2 separate regions of the Sus scrofa genome follow, and region 1 is linked to region 2. The links are chromatin contacts, called in public HiChIP or PLAC-seq maps. All regions are on one chromosome and are shown on one strand. Each heading gives the region's core, a stretch centred on a gene start, on an enhancer-like site or on the middle of the called end of the contact. The rest is flanking DNA. Distances are from core to core; before and after follow the strand shown. Region 1 holds the start of ABCC3 (canalicular multispecific organic anion transporter 2). Region 2 holds the start of ACSF2 (acyl-CoA synthetase family member 2, mitochondrial).

Evidence for each region. HiChIP or PLAC-seq counts read pairs in DNA pulled down with a chosen protein or histone mark.
Region 1: an H3K27ac HiChIP or PLAC-seq map of alveolar macrophages shows a contact between it and region 2. The contact joins the promoter of ABCC3 here to the promoter of ACSF2 in region 2. A contact is called at or near these places in 1 of 5 promoter capture datasets (liver) and 1 of 2 datasets of contacts at active chromatin or transcription factors (alveolar macrophages).

What each region holds. Positions count from the first base shown.
Region 1 is chr12:26,919,314-26,925,754 of Sscrofa11.1, reverse strand. It overlaps ABCC3 (canalicular multispecific organic anion transporter 2), which reads right to left and starts at 4,991. Exons shown (of 33, transcript XM_003131575.6): 1 at 4,835-4,991. The coding sequence starts at 4,879.
Region 2 is chr12:26,711,315-26,718,183 of Sscrofa11.1, reverse strand. It overlaps ACSF2 (acyl-CoA synthetase family member 2, mitochondrial), which reads right to left and starts at 4,394. Exons shown (of 16, transcript XM_003131573.4): 1 at 4,110-4,394. The coding sequence starts at 4,237.

The DNA.
Region 1 (6,441 bases), core at 3,742-6,241, 210 kb before region 2:
GGTGTAGGTTGCAGACGCGGCTCGGATCCCAAGTTGCTGTGGCTCTGGTGTAGGCCGGTGGCTACAGCTCCGATTCGACCCCTAGCCTGGGAACTTCCATATGCCGCATGAGTGGCCCTAGAAAAAGCAAAAAGACAAAAAATAAAATAAAATAAAATACAATAAAAGTGGGGACAGAACCAGCAAAGAGAGGTCTAGAAATCTCAGAGGAAGAGCTGGTGAATCTCCCATTGGCCACACCTTCCCTCTTCCAAGTTGGTCACAGAATTTCAGGGCAGGACCCCATCTCCTTCCCCCTCCAACATCTCCACCAAGCGGCCACTACCCCCTGTGCCTGAACCCGTCAGCAGTGAGGAGCTCACTGTTTCCCAGGCCATCAGTGCCATCTTTGGACAGCTCTCTTGGTCAGGACCTTTGGATTTCTAAGTCCACACCAGCCTCCCAGGAACTCCCTGGAGTCATTAGATCAAAGCTAATTCTGCAAACAGGTCAGGACCTCCTGAGGGCCAACAGTCCCCAGGCTCTTTCTCTGTGCACTCCCTTCACCACCTGGATATGCCCCTGTCTCTGCTGCTCAGAACAGAGTAATCATCCAGGTAGGGGGCAACCTGGGACAGCAAAGGGACACCTCCACCTCCTTTGTTTTTAGCTCTGTGATCTCTGGGCCGTTTAGGCACAGGTCATTCTCTTGGAATTTATTTCCATGAAACTTCTGCGCATGATCAGAGATGTTGGTAATCCCTCCAAAATGGGTAGAGCTAAGAGAGACATCAAAGAAAGGATGGATCACTCACCCAGCGCACAATGTGTGTGAGTGGCAGAGTATGTGTAAATGCATGGTGTGTTTGAGTGCACAGTGTGTGTAAATGCATGGTGTGTGTGAGTGCACGGTGTGTGTGAGTGCGCAGTGTGTGCAAGTGCACGGTGTGTGTGAGTGCATAGTGTGTGAGTGCACAGTGTGTATGAGTGCACAGTGTATCTAAGTGCATGGTGTGTGTAAATGCACAGTGTGTGTGTGTCAGTACATGGTGCGTGTGAGTGCATGGTGTGTGTAAGTGCACAGTGTGTGTAAATGCACAGTGCGTGTGAGTGCACGGTGTGTGTACACATGTCCAGGAGGTCATGGGTTCCCTCGAGGCTCCTACCCACACATTTATCTGGGGCTGAGGTGGATGGATTTAGCCACAACTTCCCCAGCAAACAGGTGAGATGGGAGCTCTTGACCAATGGCCCTGCGCCCCTTTCTTGCAGGTCTTTCCAAATCTAATACCTCCTTCTAACCTCATCTCTCTCTTTATTACTCTTCCCAGGAATATTTTGACTTGTCACCAACAGAGCATTTTAAATTTAAATCGGTTTAATGGAGTTCCCCTTGTGGCTCAGCGGGTTAAGAACCCAACTAGTATCCATGAGAATGCGGGTCCAATCCTGGCCTCGCTCAGTGAGTTAAGGATCCGGCGTTGCTGTGAGCTGTGGTGTAGGTCAAAGATGCGGCTCAGATCCCGCGTTGCTATTGCTGTATGTAGGCCGGAAGCAACAGCTCCAATTCAACCCCTAGCCTGGGAACTTCCATACGCTGCAGGTGCGGCCCTAAGAAGAAAAAAAATTAAATCAATTTAAGTTCACAAATTGATTCACATTCCTGTTTTGTTTTTGTTTTTTTTAACATTCCCTACTTTATTTGACCTCCACAACAGCTTTGTGAGGTGGTTAGGAGGTGGGTGACTTCCCCATTTCAGAGGTAGAAAAACTGAGGCTGTGAGGATAAGCTAGTGAAAAGGCTGGATAGAATGATCAAGTGGCCCCGAGAGGCCCGAACCATGTCCTCCCACCCCTCGCCCCCACCTGTTCACTCCTGGCTTAGGTACTTCCTGGCTGCCCTGCACTACTTCTAACATTGTGGGTCACCCACAGGCTCCTAAGATAAAAGATCCAGGGACAAGTATGCCTGAAAAACACAATGAAAATGAGAAGCAGGAGTTCCCATTGTGGCGCAGTAGTTAACGAATCCAACTAGGAACCATGAGATTGCAGGTTTGATCCCTGGCTTTGCTCAGTGGGTTAAGGATCCGGTGTTGCCATGAGCTGTGGTGTAGGTTGCAGACGCGGCTCGGATCCCGCGCTGCTGTGGCCCTGGTGTAGGCCGGTGGCTACAGCTCCAATTAGACCCCTAGCCTGGGAACCTCCATATGCCGCGAGAACGGCCCAAGAAATGGCAAAAAAAAAAAAAAAAAAAAAAAAAGAAAGAAAGAAAGAAAATGAGAAGCAAACTAGCTCAGCATCCGTGAATAACCCTGAACTTTAGGCCTTTTGGGTAACTGAGCTAGGGCTGAGGTAATAGCAGCAGCCTCTGGGCCTCAGACCCCGTCCCCCCTTTTCTCAGCTCTACAAACCCTCAGAGGATGAGCTAGGAAACTTCCTGCCTTGTCCCGTACCACCCCCAGTCACCAGCTACTTGGGGGTACAGCCTGGAATAGCTTTCAGGAGCTAAGAAGTTAATGTAGAAGATGGAAATTGTTGGAGTTCCCATCGTGGCTCAGTGGTTAACGAATCCGACTAGGAACTATGAGGTTGCGGGTTCGATCCCTGGCCTTGCTCAGTAGGTGAAGGATCCGGTGTTGCCATGAGCTGTGGTGTAGGTCACAGACGTGGTTTGGATCTGGCATTACTGTGGCTGTGGCTGTGGCTACAGCTCCGATTCGACCCCTAGCCTGGGAACCTCCATATGCCACAGGTGCGGCCCTAAAAAAAAAAAAAAAAGAGGAAGAAGATGGAAAGTGCTAAGACACGGGGGTCAGGAAGAGGAGAGGTCAGTGTCCTTGTCATTTGATGCATCCCCTTGAACCTCACATATAGATGACCTGACTCCCATGGACTCCAAGGTTCTCAGAGAAGATACACGTGTCTCAGGAACAAGAAATTCAGGCATGAGAGAGTCCCAGAAGCCCAAAAGTACACAGTCAGGGAATGACAAAGTTGAAACCATATCTCAGAATCCTGATTCCAAGTCGAGCACTCTGTAGCTGATTGTTGCGTGACCTTGACAAGTTCATTTTTTCAGTTTTCCCAGCTCTTTAATGAGGGGCTGGGCCAGCTACCCCAAGCCCCCAAGCTCTGACATTCTTGGATTCCACAGTATCATGGAAGGGTAGAGAAACCCTATCATGGGATCAAGAAAGGAGCCTTGAGTTCCCAGACTTCTGGTCCCTCAAAGCCTGTTTCTGGGCAATCCTAAGTTCTCAAGGTTAACTACACACTCAGGAACAGGGAGTCCTTGAACTTGAGGCATGGTCACATCTGCCCCCTTGATTTACAAGTCTTCTCCCTGGCCACCTCAGACACCCCAACTGTGCCGCAACAGCCAAGTTCAAGTGGCAATGAGAAAAAGTCTACTCATGAGCCAACGGGGCAACCTCTGGACTCTGGAAACAAGTGACCAGGCCAGGCTGGATGACAAATAGGGTTCCTGTGGCAAGAAGGGCAGCAGCAGAGAAGTTGCATCATCTCTGATCAACCATGTAGTGATCTCCATGGCTCTCTTTCTGGGTTACTAAAAGGTTAATTTTACTCTAACCATTTAGTTAAATGGTATTCTATTGCCCGAAATGTCAGACATCCATTTAAGCCCTTCAGTCCAGCCCAAACACAACCTGAGAGCGGGGTGTCTGACTATACGCTCACACTTACATACACACATGCACACACACATCTACACAAGCACTCACTCATGAATAACACTCAGTGGGTGTGCGCGCGGGTGCGCGCACGCGCGCGCGCACACACACACACACACACACACACACACTCACACACGCATGCATGCGACCTCCCCCTCCCCAAGCACATACATACAAATACCTGAAATGGAGAAATGATTTAGGCATTGGGATTCAGAGGCCCTGGATTTGAGAGCAGCCTATGCTGGGCAGCTCCCATAGGACCACTGACAAGCCCCTTGAGTCTGAGCGCATCCGTGAAACAGAGACACACCACTACTTGCCTCCCAGAGCTGCAATGATGATCAAGGGAGCTGCCTGTGAACAGGTTTTGAAAGCTGTAAGGAAGCTCTTGGGCTTTCTACACGGAGAGCACCTGAACTATGCTGAGGGTCTGGAGTCAGCAGCCTGAAAAGCAGCCTGATGTCTTAGAAAAGGGTCCGGCATATGAGCAGAAGGCCCACTTTGGTATCCCAGCCCTGTTTTCCTCTAACTGGCTTTGAGCAAGTCTCCTCCTCTCTCTGGGCCTTTCTCCATCTATAAAAGGGGAGGGTTGGACCAGGAAATCCTGATATCTTGCACCTGTAAGGGCCTGCCTCCAGAGTGAGGTCTGCCTCTCCCTCCTGACGCTGGGGCGGTGAGGATCAGCCAGTCTCTGGTGGCTCTGCCCGGAGCAGGAACCCTTTCCAAGAAGGCAGGAACCCTTGAAGAAGGGGGAAGCCCAGTAGACCCCGCCTCCCAAAGCACCTGGTTGAACAGGTGTGGGGATGGGCATCCAAGCCCTCGTCCAAGGGGCCAGTGCTGAAGGATCAACAGGATCTAGTAACCGGGAAATGCCCCTTCTGCAGCCTGCAGTCAGTCCCAGAGAGGGATGTGAGTGAGGTGGCAAGTGTGGGCACCTTCTGATTCCGAGCTGCCACCCACCGTGCCAGCAGGAAGCCTAGCACCTGGCTTTCCCAGGCTCGCCCATGTGGCTGGGGAAACCCGAAGCAGATTTCCCCGACCACGAGGGAACCGGCACTGGGCGACGCCGCGAGACCCGTTCCCGGCATCGCATCGCCACTCCCCGGGCTAAGGGCTCGCTGGTGCTCCCTCGTGGTCCCGGGACACCTCCTTACCCAGAACTTGGAGCTGAACTCCCCGGAGCCGCAAAGAGCGTCCATGGGGCCGGGGTTCGGCGACGAGGACGGCGAGAATGAAAACGGTGGCCTTCCAACCCGGGACAGACCCAGCAGCTGCCCAGAGCCGCCTCCGCCCGGCGCTCCGCCCCCGGGCCCGCCCTTCCCAGCCCCACCTCCAGGCTCTTTGGGTCGAATTGCGGTAGCACCTCCCTGAAACTGCAGCTCGGTGGGGGCCCTGGACACAAGGACCACCCCTTCCGGGGACCGCTGGGCCTCGCGGGAGAGGTACCCCTCCAGATACGGAGGCAGATCCAGTGGGAGCAGGGTCTGCCCAAGGGGCACACGCGGCTCTCCCAGGGAAGACGTTTGCGGTGGGGAGGGAGGGCCCCCCTCCCAGGAGTCAAGGGACATGCAGAGGGACAGCGCGAGACTCCTTCCTTCCGTGAATAAATGCTTGATAAGCTTACATTCATCTCTGGAGGTCAGTCTCCTCATCTGTGAAATGGGAAGAACTTGTGTGCCCTGACAACCCAGAGGCTATCTCTTCCCCACAGGTTGTCCAGGAAATGACAGACACCAACACACAATGTGTGTGTGTGTGTGTGTGTGTGTGTGTGTGTGTCTGTGTGTGTGTGTGTGTGTGCGCCCGCTTGCCAAAGGAGAGAGGGGTGGGAGGGGATCCCAGCACCATCCAAACAGTGGCTTCCCATGATCCTCTTAAATTGCCGCCTGGCCACATTTCCGTCCCTCCCTGATCTTGAGCCTGCTGCTTCAGCAGCCTCGGTGCTTCCACTTTCACTTCTGCAAAACAAGGATAATCACAGTACCTATATCACAGGGTTACTCTGAGGATGAAACGGGAAAGCTATGCTAAGCGTCAGCATATCTCTGGCACACTTGGTAGGCACCCAACCCAACACGTAGTAGCTTCCTCTGCTTCTGCCTGGTTAGGGTGGCAGAGGGGCAGGTGAGGCCCCAAGAAAAGCCCCACATCAACACACTCCTCCTAAGCCTGAGTCTCCACATTTCCAATCTGTGAAATGGGTTTGGGGTCAATGGCCTCCTTCCCCTGCTTTGGCCCCGGCTTGGCCATGCTGGGATCCCTCCCTCCCTCCATCTCTCACTCTTCCTGTCATCCTCTCTTCCCTAATGGGATCCCAGAAGCCAGTTCACTACCCCTCTTGGGGTTGAGAAGGAATCTTCCATTCCCCCAGCAGCTCTTCCTCCAGCCCATCTCTCCCCTGCCCTTGCCGTCCAACTTTGTCCCTGTCTGTAGGGTCTGCCCAGGTGATCCTTTCCGGGGCACCGATCCCCAAGAGAAGGTGTTTTTTCCTTGGTGGCTCAGCAGCAGGTGTAGGTGGCTGCCAGCAAGATAGCACAGCAGGAGTTGCCATCGTGGCACAGCAGAAATGAATCTGACTAGGAACCATGAGGTTGCGGGTTCGATCCCTGGCCTCGCTTAGTAGGTTGAGGATCTGGCGTTGCCGCAAGCTGTGGTGTAGGTCACAGACACAGCTTGGATCTGGTTGCTGTGGCTGTGGCATAGGCTGGAAGCTGTAGCTTCGATTTGACCCCTAGCCTGGGAACCTCCATATGCTGCAGGT
Region 2 (6,869 bases), core at 3,145-5,644:
CCAGGCCCTTTCAAGGGATGAAATTACATCCTATACTTTGGTTTCTTCAACACATGATCGGGGGTTGGGGGGGAGAGCAGCCCTTTATCCCAGCACTCAGCATAAGCACGATGTGTCTGTCAACAGCCAGAGCAGCCCCAGGTTGGTTTAAGTAGACCTGTGTTCTTCCTACTCTCCAGACAGGCTTCTAAGCCGTGGATCTTGGAATAATTGTAGGAATGTCCAAAGCCATTATTGCACAAGCCCTATCATTAATGCAATGGGTTGAAGGTCTCCTTAGAGTCAGGCCACGAATTAAGAATTTTCTGGGAGTTCCCGTCGTGGTGCAGTGGTTAACAAATCCAACTAGGAACCATGAGGTTGCAGGTTCGATCCCTGGCCTCGCTCAGTGGGTTAAGGATCCGGTGTTGCCGTGAGCTGTGGTGTAGGGTGCAGACGTGGCTCGGATCTGGTGTTGCTGTGGCTGTGGTATAGGCCAGTGGCTACAGCTCTGATTAGACCCCTAGCCTGGGAACCTCCATATGCTGTGGGTGCAGCCCTAGAAAAGACAAAAAAAAGATGAAAAAAAAAAGAAAAAGATTTTTCTTAAAAAAAAAAAAAAAATAGGGAGTTCACGTTGTGACCTAGTGGTTAATGAATCCAACTAGCATCTATCAGGACTCGGGTTCAATTCCTGGCCTCGCTCAGTGGGTTAAGGATCCGGCATTGCCATGAGCTGTGGTGTAGGTTGCAGCCGTGGCTTGGATCCCGAGTTGCTGTGGCTGTGGCAGGGGCCACCAGCTACAGCTGTGATTCAGCCCCTAGCCTGAGAATCTCCATGTGCCCCAGGTGCAGCCCTAAAAAGACAAAAGACGGGGGAAAAAAAAAAAAAAAAAACAACATTCTTATGTGACCTCACTTAACTCTCACAACAACACCGTTTACAAACAACAAAGGTCTCAAGTTCAACTGATTCCGGAAGCTACCAGCTAGAAAGTGGTTCTTTGAACACAGATCTGTCTGGCTCCAAAATCTTTGTAGACTGAATAAATAAATAATGTGAGAGATCTTAGCAAGGCTTCATATCCAAGGTTCAAAAGAGTTTAGGGCAAGCAAGCGTTCATACAAGTATATAGACTTCATCCTTCAAACTACAGCCCTGTCATTGGAGATCAGGCTCATATTCTGGGCTCTTTAGAAAGTCTTACCCAGTCCCATTCCTACCAGTCAGATTCTTCCCTGCTTTGATTGACACCCTCCCTGGTACAGCATCCTTACTTCCTTGAATCAGTGGGTCTATGATCTTTCCCTGTAGAGCCCTTTTAGTCAAAGAAGTCACTGAAAACAAGTTCATCCATCCTTGTATCCCCCATTGCACCCGCCACAGTAGACTGCATACCTGCATCATTCACAGATTACAATGTCTAAATTTATAGTTTCTTTTCTTTTTTTTTTTTTTGTATTTTTTTTTTGTCTTTTTTTTTTTGTCTTTTTAGGGTCGCACCTGCACATATGGAGGGTCCCAGGCTAGGGGTCAAATTGGAGCCGTAGCTGCCAGCCTACGTGACAGCCACAGCAAGGCGGGATCCGAGCTGCACCTGTGACCTACACCACAGCTCACGGCAACACCGATCCTTAGCCCAGTGAGTAAGGATAGGGATCGAACCTGCATCCTCACGGATACTAGTTGGGTTTGTTAACCACTGAGCCACGATGGGAACTCCTAAACCACTGTTCTTTCTGTCTTCCCCAGCCCTAAGTGCTCGCAATAACCCAGGTGCAGCTGCCTCACAGGCTTCCCCAAGGAATCAGCATGGGATTCCTCCCTCCAAAGCTCCTGGAAGCCCCAGACTAGACCATTTCCCATTCCTGGGGAATAGCGTGTGTGTGGACAAGGGGAAGGGGTTGATAGTTCAGGAGATCTGGAGAGCAATGGACAGCTTCCTCTTTCCTTCTGGGGAAAAAGGGCTCTGGACAGCCCTGACCTTGATGGATAGAGGAGTGTCCAGCAGATCCAGGCACTAGACTTGGGGCTGGGCAGAGCCCAACATTTTGGCAACTGATCTGGAAAGAGGACCAGGTGCAAGAAAGAGGTCACTGAGGAGGGGGTCCTTTCCTCCCTTCAAATCACTTGGAAGTCCTACCTAGACACCACTGGGAGGTTCTTAGGGACCAAGCCTGCCCCAAAGCAAAGGCTGAGAGGAGCAAGCCTTTGTCAATTCAGCAAGTAGGTACCATTAGTGACAACGCCACAGGCTCCTGGCTCAGGTCACATGCTCAAGTCACACAGCAAGTAGGTGGAGGCACTAGGGCTATAACCCAAAGCAGCCTGGCTTCAAAATTCTTGCTTTTTCCTAACAGGCAAAACTAAGGATCTGATAAGGAATAGACATGGGTGCTGGTCAGCAAGAAAGCGAGCTATATGGGACCAGGTCAGAAAGAGCAGAGGACAAAAGTCCAGGAGCTTTCCACACGGCACCCAGAACACGGAGCAGTGGTCATCCTGACTTGTCTCTGTACTAGGCTACAAGTCCCCGGAGGACTGGGTTCTATGACTTTCATAACTACGGCACCCATCAGGGGTTGGTCATGATGAAGGCTCTCGGGAGTATAGGCTGAATGCTTGAGACTCCTGAGGGTTTCCGAGAGGACAGGAGGAGCAAAATCAGGCCAAACGACCAGAGTCAGTAGGGAAGGGCTCATGCACGAGTGCATGGAAAGGATGGGAGGGAATTAGGCCAGATGCTCAGGAAATTCTTCTCTGGACACATGGCTCTCCTCCTGACACAGAGTCAGAAATTTCTCGGAGGCCTAGTACCCCTACCCTAAGGTTACAGGACTGTAGCAAGTAAGGGACCTGCTTTGTTTACACATAAAAAAAAAGTCAAAGGTCCAGAACGATTGCAAAGGTGGCCTGATGTACATCATGAAACATGTACACCCACCCCCGCCCCCGCCCGGAGTCCAGAAGTGAGGCTTGAAGGCTGTGGGGTGGTGATGGCAGAGCTTGCCTAGGAAGGCACTTAGCAGGAGGTCGTGAGTGACGGAGCCAGCAGAGAAGCATTCTCGTCCTCAGAATCCCATCTGCTGACCTTCTTGAGCCACCTCCAGAAAAATCAGGCCCAGCAATCCGAAAGCACTGCATGCTTTCTACCAGCTAGTTCAAAACACTGTGATCTCCAGAGTTCCAGCCAAAGAGGAGTTTGGACCTCCCATCAACTTCCCTCATCTGTTTTTTTTTTTTTTTTTCGTTTTGTTTACACCATGCCGGCAAGACAAGAAACCTCTTCGAGCTTCTCCTCCCTTTTCAATGCCCAGGCCTACATGGCACCTGGGGTCCAAAACCCTGTCCTGACCCCAGAGCCAGTACCTGGCCTAGGTGGGTGGCAGGGCAGGCTCAGTGGTGGCCAGGCCTCCCCCTGCTGGGTGCTAAAGATAAAAGCCACCGCTAATAACTAGCGGGAGCCCAGCCCTGCTTCCCAAACACATTTTCACATCTGCACTCTTAGAGGGAGGTAGTATTGCTTACGCTGCTGCTTTAGAGGCAGCACACTTGCTAGAAAAACACTTCCTTCATCTGCCAGGGCACTTTCCTTCTTCACCAGAGCAGAAGAAAAGAGGCCAAGGAAGCAGCAAGGAGCCCAGCAGGGTTTATCAGCAGCAGAGGAGGAGAGGGGAGACTGCTGAGCTTCAGGACCTGGGGCGCACAAGACGGGGTGGAAGATCCCCAAGTTTAACCATGAAAAGGTTCCAGCTCAGAAGGAGTGTCCTGGGGAGAGAGTCCAGGCCTTGGGCCAGACTGCTAATGGCTCCCACTCCCGGCCATCAGTATGCCCGCGACTGGAAGAATCTAGAGTCTTGAACCAGAACCCAGAGTCTGTGCAGAGTCCCTGCAGCTGCAGCCCCAGCCTGTGTGGGCCAGGCCAGCATTTCCTGTTGCCTAGGTGCCAGATTCAGGGTACCTGCTCTCTCGCCTGTGCTGCCCAGGGGTGCAGCCGCCGCGAGTCTCCCAGCTTGAGTGCCATCTGCCCCCTGCGAGGCTCTGCAGACCGCCCCCCCCCCCGCCGCCCCCCGCCCAGGATCCCCACCCAGGGGACTGGCCCGTCCCTTCTCTTCCCGGGGCCGCGTACCTGAGGGGACGGACGCCCCACAGCCTCGCTTCCTGCCAAACCCGGGAGAGGCCGCCCCGGGCCCCCAGCACCTCCGGCCTCCCGGCGCACAGCCTCACGACGCGCAGCATCCCGAGGTAGACGGCCATGGCTCGCGACGTCAGCGTCCCGGCCCGGAGTAAACTTTTAAAGCGCGCCGAGGCGGGGCGAAGCGCGGGGAGGCGGGAGGGTCGCCTCTGCCTATGGGTTGCGGAGAAGTTGGGGCCGGCCGGGGCGGGGCGAGGCGAGGCCCAAACGAGGCGTGGAGGAAGTGCCCGATCCCGGGCCACCTTCCCTGGGACCCGCTTCCCTGCCCCGCCCCCCACCCACCCTCGAAGAATTGCCTTGGTTTCCCCTCTGGACCCGACAGTCCCTGCCGCAGGACCCCGGCAGCTCTCCCCTTCCAACCACTAGGGGCCTGAGTTTGGGGGCGCAGGAACGTGTTGATTTCGTAAAGGGGGAACCAGCGGCGCGGCCAGACGCGTCCATCCCCCCCCCCCCAAGAGCCGGCTTAGCGCACAGGTCACGTGCTGGTTCCCGGGTTGTGGGCCAGAGGCCAGGGGGAGCCGGTGCGAGGCTCCCCCAGGCCTGCCAGCTGGAGCACAGGGCCCGCGGGGGAGGGGAGGCAGCCGGGACAAAAGGTGCAGCGGGTGAGGACCCCCCACCCCACCGCGGGGCGAGTCCTGGCTGAGGACAAACGCCAGCTCCAGTTGGTACTCCCGTGTCCCAAGGGGCAGCCTGCGTTCCCTCCCCCTGCCTTGAGCTGCCGGCCCGTTAAGGTGGTGGAAACCTGTGTTTTTCTCCCCCCATCTGCCAGCCCTAGCGGCGGGGTGGGGGCCCTAAGGCACAGTTCCCGCGAGGCTGTCCCTGAATGAGAATGAAAAGCAACTGTGCCAAGGCTCCACCCATCACCCTCTCTCTAACCCCCCAGGCCTTCCTTATGATCCTCTGAGGCCCCAGTGTGTCTGCAGGTTGGAAAGAAGGTGACTATTTATCTCTGGACCTGGCTGGAAAGGTGGTGTTGGAGACCAGAGTGCCTGGTCCACAGTGTCTTGGTGTAGCCTTGACCCTTTTCCAGAGAAGGAGAGGGAGAGCTATGGGGGAAAGGCCCTGGCAGGGTGCTTTCCCCTCTCCTGACCCAGAAGCAGGGATACAGTGGGTCAGGCGGAATGGGTGCTGAGGGCTGAACCTGGCCGGAGGAGACCTTTGCCTTTATCTGGGAACTTTGGCTCCAAACTGAGGTCATGAGAAGGAGGCTATGTTTCCTCTCCCTTTTTTTTTTTTTTTTTTTTTTTTTTTTTTTGGCCACACACATGCCACACACGTGGCATACAGAGGTTCCCAGGCTAGGGGTCTAATCAGAGCTGTAGCCGCCAGCCTATACCACAGCAACAGCAACCTGGGATTCCAGCTGCGTCTGTGACCTACACCACAGATCACGGCAACGCCAGATCCTTAACCCACTGAGCAAGGCCAGGGATCAAACCCGCAACCTCATGGTTCCTAGTCGGATTCGTTAACCACTGCGCCACAATGGGGACTCCTGTTTCCTCTCTTTGTGATCCCAAAAGTGACTGTGGATTCCCCCTGAAACCCTGGCTCTTGGGGATGGTCCCCGAACTTCAGCTGCCTGGAAAGGAAGACGGAGAAAGCGAGATGAAGAGGAGCTGGGCTCACAGGGCATATGCCTTCCTAAGAGACTAACTCACAGAGTCTGACAGCTCAGCCCAGGGAATGGGGAGTAGCCCAGGAGTGGGTACCCGAACTGCTCAGCAGGCTTTGCTACTAGCTTGCTGGATGACCCTGGGGAAGTCATTTCTCCTCTCTGGGCCTGTGAAGCGAGAGGTGGGCACTGCTCTGGCAGGCCTTTGTGAATGCGAGTTCCCGTGGTAGCACAGAACCAGATGTAGTGTCTGTGAGGAAGTGGGTTCAGTTCCTGGCCTCGCTCAGTGGATTCAGGATCCAGCGTTGCCTTGAGCTGTGGCATAGGTTGCAGATGCGGCCCCAACCCAGTGTTGCTGAGGCAGTGGAGGCTGTGGCATTGACCGGCAGCTGCAGCTCTGATACAGCCCCTAGCCTGGGAACCTCCATACGCCACAAGTGCAGCCATAAATTTTTTTTTTAAATGTGAATGGATGTGCCATTGATGGTTAAAATAGTAAATTTCATTTATGTCTACTTTACCACAATTTTTAAAAAACGGCTCTCTTTGGAATGAAAGGAGGGAGGAAGCAGAGAACTACTTTTTTGTTTAAAAAGCCATTTTCTTGTTTTATTTTCCTAAGACGCTGTACATGTTTTCTCTTAATAAGTTTTCAAAGTAACAGCCCAGGAGTTCCCATCGTGGCACAGTGGTTCATGAATCCACGAGGTTGTGGATGATCCCCGGCCTCACTCAATGGGTTAAGGATCCAGTGTTGCTGTGAGCTGTGGTGTAGGCCACAGACATGGCTCGGATCCCGTGTTGCTGTGGCTGTGGCATAGGCCAGCTGGTTAGACCCCTAGCCTGGGAACCTCCATATGCCTCGGGAAGGGGCCCTAGAAAAGATAAAAAGACAACAACAACAGCAACAACAAAGTAACAGTCCAAGAGAGGCATCCTGACTAGTGCTATTGATCATTTACAGAGACGAGCGTGTTTCATGAGGCTTTCAACGAATGCCAAGGTGTTACATAGGCCTGCAGTTGGCCTCAGAGTCAGGTCTGGGAAGAATCCAGCTCTGCTGCTTTTTCCTCTCAATG